Linked DNA regions of Mus musculus: region 1 is linked to region 2. Evidence: chromatin contacts called from public promoter capture Hi-C data. All regions are on one chromosome and are shown on one strand. The core of a region is the stretch at or near the end of the contact, and the rest is flanking DNA. Distances in the headings are between cores, read along the strand shown.

Region 1 (3,711 bases), core at 672-3,171, 120 kb after region 2:
AACTGTGTTCTGAATGGGTCTGAGGCTTACTCCACAGGAGGAAATTCATGTCTGGTACATAAACCTGGTCAAAAGTCCATGGCTTGGGAAGTCATAGACCCTAGGGTGGAATCCAAGAGAGCTGTTTTTATAAATGGACATGTTACAAACTGCCTTCTAAATACTTATGTTTTAGACAGTGCTGCTTCCAACCTTGGTCAGAAGTTTCTTTTAGCAGCTGGCAACAGTTAATGCAGAGACTCAAGACTGGCCGAACTGCTGAGAATAAATGACTGAACATGGGTATCATCCCTCGCCACCCGAAAGCTCAGGAAATACTGCAAAAGATGTGCCACAAAGAATGTAATGTTGTCTTCTGGATATAGCATGGCTGCTGCACTCATAAACCTCCTGCAGCTATGGTTACCTGCATTGCATAAGATGAGTCAACATGTCACCTGCAGTATTAACCGGACACAGTGGTTATAAAAAATAAGCTGGGAGGGGGCACTTTGGAAGAGGTGTCCAGAGGGAATGGGAAGGGGACCGTAGGGGGTGGGTACAATCAAGATGCATTCTATATACTTCTGAAATTGCCAAAGAACAAGAAAAAGATATTTTTCAGTAATATTTTACTAATCATTTACTTACTACACAGTCTTAGCTACTAAAGTGTACTACTTATGGAGATAAGCCTTGAGCAGATAAAGACACTGTTCGGTGGTAGAGAGCCAGGCCATTTCTGAGATTGTTTTCAACCTCTCTGACATTTCCTAGGCCCCAGAGTACTACTCATTCCCCATCATACACCTACTTGAAGACAACTGCAGGATCCCCCTCTTCCGGGGTGGCAACTACAAACCTCAGCTTATAGATTTTAGCTGGAAGATATGGAGCAACTCAGGAGACTTGATTCCAAGAGGCCATCTTTACCACTGTCCAACAAAGCAGAAGCCTTGTTCCCTCACAAGATTTACAATTGCTTGCTACCTAAGCCTTGCTAAGAGTGTAGGAAAGCAATACTAGTTCTCACAGGGCTTGCTAAGCACTGAATTAAAAAGAAAAAATAATCCCCAATTCCATCACTTTTTAGCTCAACGACATTAGGCAAGTTGTTAAAGCGTTCTAAGCCTCCTTGTCTATCTATAAAGCAGGGCTGACGGGGCAGTGAAATGGCTCAGCACACAAACGTACTTTCTGACAAGCCTGATGATATGAGCTTAAACCCCAGAACTGATATGGTAGTAGAGAAAATGGACTACCACTAGTGGTTCTCTGACCTCCAGTCTTGTTCCATGGCACATGCACCTTTCTTCCTTATACACAAGAAAAATAAATAAATGTGAAACATAAAATAAACAGGAGCTGGGAATCTGCAGTGCCCAAGATTAGCCAGCAGCACGAGGAACACTGAGAGCACTACACCAGCATTTGGCCTTAGAGTCTCCATCTTTGAAGTATTTTCTCCTTGGTGGTTACTGTCCTTCCCTACTTGTCTCTTATGTTTCTTTTATTCCATCACATCTTTCCTGCCTTTCCGGAAACAGTTATGAACCCAGGTCTTTGCATTTTAGCTGGTAATTTTTTACTTGCTTGATGACACCCGCTTCCAACAGAATGTCCAGTGTAACGTACCCCCAGCACCCAGAACATGCCCTAACTGTTGGGGGTTGGTCTTGTGCACTGTGTATTCAGATGCTGATGTCTACGCCCAGATGTCTGTTTGCAGTCTGGAGGCTGGCATGGTCAAGTTTCTCAGGTTTCCATACTGTGTAAAAACTGTTTTCTGTCGTCTCTAATTGCTTAATAAAGAGCTCCTCAGCTTATGGCTGGGCAGGAGAGGACAGAGGGGGTGGGACACTGGAGCCCAGTGAGGGTCCCATGGGGATAGAGAGGGAGAGAGGAGAGAGAGGAGAGAGAAGAGAGAGCAGCCATGAGGACACGTGGATCAGAGCGATCCAGGACAAGACCAAGCCTAGTTGGGTTAGACTAGCTCAGAACCTGCCCAGCTTGGTGCCTGTAGCCTTTTAATAAGAATAAGGTCTCTGTGTCAATTATGTGGGAGCTAAAATGGGCTATGCCTAGCAATTATTTGGGAGCAAAGAGGGTGTAGAACTTACACAGAAATCCAAACTTAAAAAGAACTAGTCTTAGAGCCTGAAAAGTTCCAGGTAGAAGGTTGAGGAAAAATGTTTTCTTAGCAACTGTAGTTTCTCAGGCAGGCCCAGTGCTTGCAGCTCCTTTAACAGACCCCTCCTCGGTGCAGCATGGCTGGCTGCCTGGCACTTAAGCTGAGGGCTGTGAGCAGAGGGTAGTGTGTGGAATGTACGCCAGCTTGCTGCTGCAGGCCCAGAAACTTCTCAGAGCTGCCAACCGGTGCGTGTGGATGAAATACAGTAAGTGGAAATGCGGACCCAGGGGCCGGGCAGACGGGGATGGCAGAAGCCGCTAATGACCTCAAGCAAGCAGCCGCCCAGCCCAGGTTGGCATATGGGCCCAGGCAAACCATCAGAATGCATGCCAGTGTAAGGCCAAAGTCAGGTGGAAGGCAGAAATGTCTTTTCCTGTGAAGGAAAAAACAGGGCCTGGGCCAATCACAGTGAGAAAGGTCTGAGCTGAACTGCAGAGGGAAGCATACAACACACAGAAGAGATCAAGTGCGGCCAAACTTCTGATCAGGTAAAATCTATTTAAAATTATGCTTAAACTCAGAAGAAAGGAAACTGAATATAGAAAGTCATAGGGAGAAATATTAAATAAAGTCTCCAAAGAAAGGAGAAAAAACCACAAGTCTCCATAGAAAGGAGAGAGTTAGAGATTTAAAAAGAAAATATTTTCCATATTAAAAACTGGAAAACACTGTAGAAGAAAGCATTTGGACCCCACTTGGTTTTATTACAATTACCAGCATAGAAATAATTATATATTTAGTAATGATTGCCATTTTATATGTCCTCTTTTAGAAAGATGACAATAAAGCAGACTAAGATAAGCAGTGGACTGAAAGACGGAACACAGAGCTACAGGCAATAGAACAGAGATTAGAGGATTTTAAAAATCAAAATAAAGAGAGAATTTTCTCAAATTAATTCAGGGGAAAATAGAACAATATCAGATTCAGATGCTAGAGAAAATTTAACTGAATCTTTAGACTTTGAAAATGCTAACACTAAATATAAAAAGGCTATTAGATCTTTAAAGGCCAGATCCATACTTACTCATGAATGGATTAAAACTACCACAGATATTGAATCAAATGCTTATGATTTTCAGTTACAACTGGAAAGGCAATTGCAAAAGGGTCGAGAGCTCAGAATGTCCAATGCTTTGGCTGTGAAAGACCAAGAAGTTTCCTAAAAAACTATAAGCAAGGGGGCTGGTGAGATGGCTCAGTGGGTAGGAGCACTGACTGCTCTTCTGAAGGTCCTGAGTTCAAATCCCAGCAACCACATGGTGGCCCACAACCATCCATAGTGAGATCTAACACCCTCTTCTGATGTGTCTAAAGACAACTACAATGTACTTACATATAAAATCTTTAAAAAAAAACTGTAAGCAAACAGTTTCTAAGGGTAATATTTTCTATAATAATAATCTAGGGGAAAAGTTTCCTGGGATATGTAAAATATATCAAGAGAGCAGACACAGGGCTCTGTGAATGTAGATCACCCAGAGATATTTGAGGCAATTACTGTCAGAATGCTGCCCAAGGGCCCTTACTCAAGGTCCAAC
Region 2 (3,563 bases), core at 549-3,048:
TGACCCAGCCAACCCACACTCATTGCCCATTGCCGTTCACTTCTCTGTGGGTAGGAAGAGGCTGCAGTAGGAGCAGCCAGGGGAGGCTGAGGAGTCACCTCATCTTGTCCTCTCTGTCTTCAGATGAAGAGTCTTTGGGCTCCACGCCCCCGCTTCCTCCAGGCCTGCCTCCTGGTCACTACGACTCCCCCAAGAACAGCCATATCCCTGGACACTATGACTTGCCTCCAGTACGGCATCCTCCATCCCCTCCATCCCGGCGCCAGGACCGCTGAAGAGCCGGCATGGTATGGGAGCGTGCCTATGTACCCTGCCAGGAGCAGGGACTGGACCAGCAGGCCACGAACAGAAACACTTGGTGAAGTGAACAGAGACGGACTGTGGCCCTGTGCTTCCACCGAGGGAGACACTAGTTGACAAAGTGTCTAACCCTCTTTTCCCACCCACTGCTCAAGTCCCTGTGGACATAAGCTGGTGGGCAGAATGTTGTTGTACAAGTGTGATTTTAGATCGATTTTTTTTAAAAGTATGTGTTGGGTACCTTTTCTGTGTGTATGCTCAGGCAGGCTGTGTGTGTCTCTAGTTGGCTTTAGAGGGAGTCAGGTATAGGTTCTGCCTTCTGCACTTTCCATCTTATCTAGTAGTCAGCTTCCAAGCTTAACTAGTTAGAGCTCCACCAGCAGCAGGCCCTAACTACCTGCCTGCCCTTCACCCAGTAATCCTCCATGTCTTTGCTCAGAGGATTGCTCCCCGACTCTGGTGTTTGTCCTCCTGGTACGCCTTGACGGTCCTGCAGTCTCCCTTTCCCGTCTCGCTTCATTCTTTCCCAGAATGAAGGCTGTCTGCCACCCTACTTCCCAGCCCAGGAATTGGCACATCTAAGTTCAGCCTTCCTAAGTTACCCGTTGAGTCCTGCTTGCCCTTCACATATTCCACAGAACACCCACCCCACATCTGCTTCATAGCTACTCTCTTCTCCACGTACCCACAGAAGGCAGAAGTGGTACCAGGCAAGAAGATGGGATTGTTGCATTTTGTTTTGTTTTTGAGACTCTGTCTCACTATGTAGTCCTGGCTGGCCTGGAACTCAAGAGCTCTGCTTGCCTCTGCCTCTTGAGTGCTGGGTTTAACGGCTCAGGGTCACATGCACAGCTCAAGCTGCACTCCGATGTGCTTTCCCCTGTTGCTAGATTAGCGTCTGCCTCCCCCTAGTGGAGAGGCTGATCGCCAGCTCTCTGATGCAGGACTCTGGTGTTTAGGCTCACTCACTATTGGTTTCCTTGGCACAGGGTAGTCACTCAATAAATGTTCCTCTAAAAGCTGAGTGGCTGAATCAAAGTACCAGCAATACCGTGTCCCCAGTGTCCCCCAGAGCCTAGTTTGGAGCTCTCCTCAGAGATAGAGTCTCAGCAGAGAGCAGCATCCGTGCTGCTGTGGTACTGAATGAGGAGCCAAGCAACTCAAAGGGGCCCGGGATGGCGAAATGGTAAAGATGGGACCTCCTAGATCAAACCAGCAGACAAGCCTCCAGACCTCCAGGGAGCTGAGGAGAGCTGGCAAAGAACTCAGCATAGCCCGAGCCCTTACCACTTGGGCCCTTCACAAGGCACTCTCTCTCCCCTACAACCTTCTAGCTCAGTGCGTTGTCCTCTCCCCCCACAACCTCCTCTGCGAGTACAGAGAGTACAGACCATTAGGGCCCTAGCTGCACTGCCCTAGATTCCACGCATCTATGCCCTACGCCTAGCCACGCCCACTGGCTCTGGCTCTGGCAGAGTCAGGGGCCTCCACGTGCACTCTTTGCCCGTTGCTCCGGCCACAGCCCCACCCAATCAGGCTGGGTTGCCCTGGAGAGGGCAGTCGCGGAGTCGCTTGGCTGAGTGGAGATCCTAGGGGTGAGGCCCACAGAGTCCCGTTTCATCTTGCCTCTCACTCGAGGGGTCCAAAAGCACCCCTATGTCAAGTGAGCCAAGCACTACAGGGACCTCACCCAGGACTCCGCGTCCTGGGGCCCAGAAGTCATCCGGAGCAGTAACCAAGAAGGGGGATCGGGCTGCTAAAGATAAGACAGCAAGCACCCTGCCCCCGGTGGGAGAGGACGAGCCAAAAAATCCGGGTATGCTGGCGGGGCAGGGCTGGATTAATTGGACTTGACGTTTTCTTTTTTTTTCTTTTTTAAAATTAAAACTGGTCAGCAACTTGCTCTACAGACTAGGCTGACCCCGAACTCAGAGGTCTACCTATCTCCTCCGAGATCAAATGTGGATCAGCACATCCCACCTCCTCAGGGGTTGGTCTTAAAGAGTACACATTGCCTGGGGAAGCTGACGTGCACTGTAAGATGTGACAAGATAGGTCAAAGAAGGCTGAGGCAGTGGTGAGAAGATCCCGTGGGGCTGTGGGAAGGTTTAGGAACACAGCTCTATGGATATTCATTTAGACAACAGTTACTTTTGAGTGTCTTCTCTGTGGCCATGGTCACAGTTGTGCTTTGGCACGCTTAAAGAAAACTATTAAAGTTGGATTAACAGGACCATTGCTTCTCATGTTGCAAGGGACAGAACTCAGTTTGAACCAATTAAGCACAAAAGGGAATGTATCAGAAGGCATCTTGATACAAATTCGATGCTTTTGTTATTAAAGAGGGTCAGGACCCCGTTTTCCTTGCAATGGAAATAAAACACTGGGAAAAGATGCTGCCGGTCTGCCTTTTGCCAGGTGCTGTTTTCCTGTCAGCGCTAGTGCCCAGGGATAGGCAGGGTATAAGGAACTGGAGAAAAAGCATCTTTCATAGGGAAGACAGATAGGCCAGGGTTTGCTGGGCACAGAAAGCCCACACACATACTTGTGATCCCAGCACTCGGGGTACTGAGGCAGGAGGCACTAAGTTCCTTATAGAACAATACATCAAGACAGTGTGACCCAAGGGAGTAAAAGAGAAAAAGAAACGCTGGCTGTGCATGGAGGAGATGGGAAACAGAGATAGGGGCAGCAGAAAGGTGAGTGTGACTCTGAGTAGCCCAGTCCAGGGACGGTGATCATCGGCACAGGACAGTGAAGGTTTGAGAGGGTGTGTTAGGCTCCTGGGAGATGGAGTTGGTGAAGGATGAGGGGGATGGAGAGTCACCCTGCACTGCATGACCGAGTCCCAGGTTTCTAGCCTGGGATGCTAGCTGGGTGGAGATGTGGGAAGAAAGCTGGGAGAAGGGCCGTCCAGTGGCGGGCCTTCAGGTTCGAGGCTCAGCAGGAATGAGAAGTGGCAGGGTGACTACTTTGGGAACTTCCAGGGTGCTGGGATGTTCAAACCTGAGACTCTCTAAGATGGGTCAGAACTCTGACTGAAGAAACACAAAGCAGAAGGCTCTAGCAAGGATGGCCGGCCCGAGCAGCTTTGGCAGATGCAGGGACCAGAACTCAAGTGACCACTGCACAGGGACCCTGGGTATGGGCAATGTGGAGGTCACAGAGACTTGTACAGTTGCCATTGTATGTCCTGGTGACTAGTTTCTCAAACTGTGGGTTGGGGCCATTTAGCATGGGTCTGAGGACAAAAATAAGTTCCT

The links. Promoter capture Hi-C pulls out the DNA fragments that hold promoters and counts their contacts.
Region 1: a promoter capture Hi-C map of embryonic stem cells shows a contact between it and region 2, with 5 times the contacts expected there. The contact joins the enhancer-like site here to the promoter of Lrrc71 in region 2. A contact is called at or near these places in 16 of 39 promoter capture datasets (the 3T3-L1 cell line, 3T3-L1-derived adipocytes, the C10 cell line and 10 more), 3 of 484 Hi-C or Micro-C datasets (the N1E-115 cell line, brown adipocytes and nephron progenitors), 1 of 115 datasets of contacts at active chromatin or transcription factors (acute myeloid leukemia) and 3 of 9 other capture datasets (adipose tissue, embryonic stem cells and pancreatic islet).

What each region holds. Positions count from the first base shown.
Region 1 is chr3:87,629,736-87,633,446 of GRCm38.p6, reverse strand. All of the region lies in intron 1 of Arhgef11 (Rho guanine nucleotide exchange factor (GEF) 11), which reads right to left. Among named protein-coding and RNA genes, the nearest start is that of Arhgef11, 14 kb to the right of the region's middle. Within about 2 kb of position 1,921, at least 32 of the 459 cell types and tissues checked have an H3K27ac peak or open chromatin away from gene starts, as enhancers often do. A contact at or near this core is called in embryonic stem cells and nephron progenitors, where this site is marked.
Region 2 is chr3:87,746,858-87,750,420 of GRCm38.p6, reverse strand. Lrrc71 (leucine rich repeat containing 71) reads left to right here and starts at 1,798. Exons shown (of 15, transcript NM_028971.1): 1 at 1,798-2,116. The coding sequence starts at 1,957. Pear1 (platelet endothelial aggregation receptor 1) reads left to right here. Exons shown (of 25, transcript NM_152799.2): 25 at 124-1,324. The coding sequence ends at 275.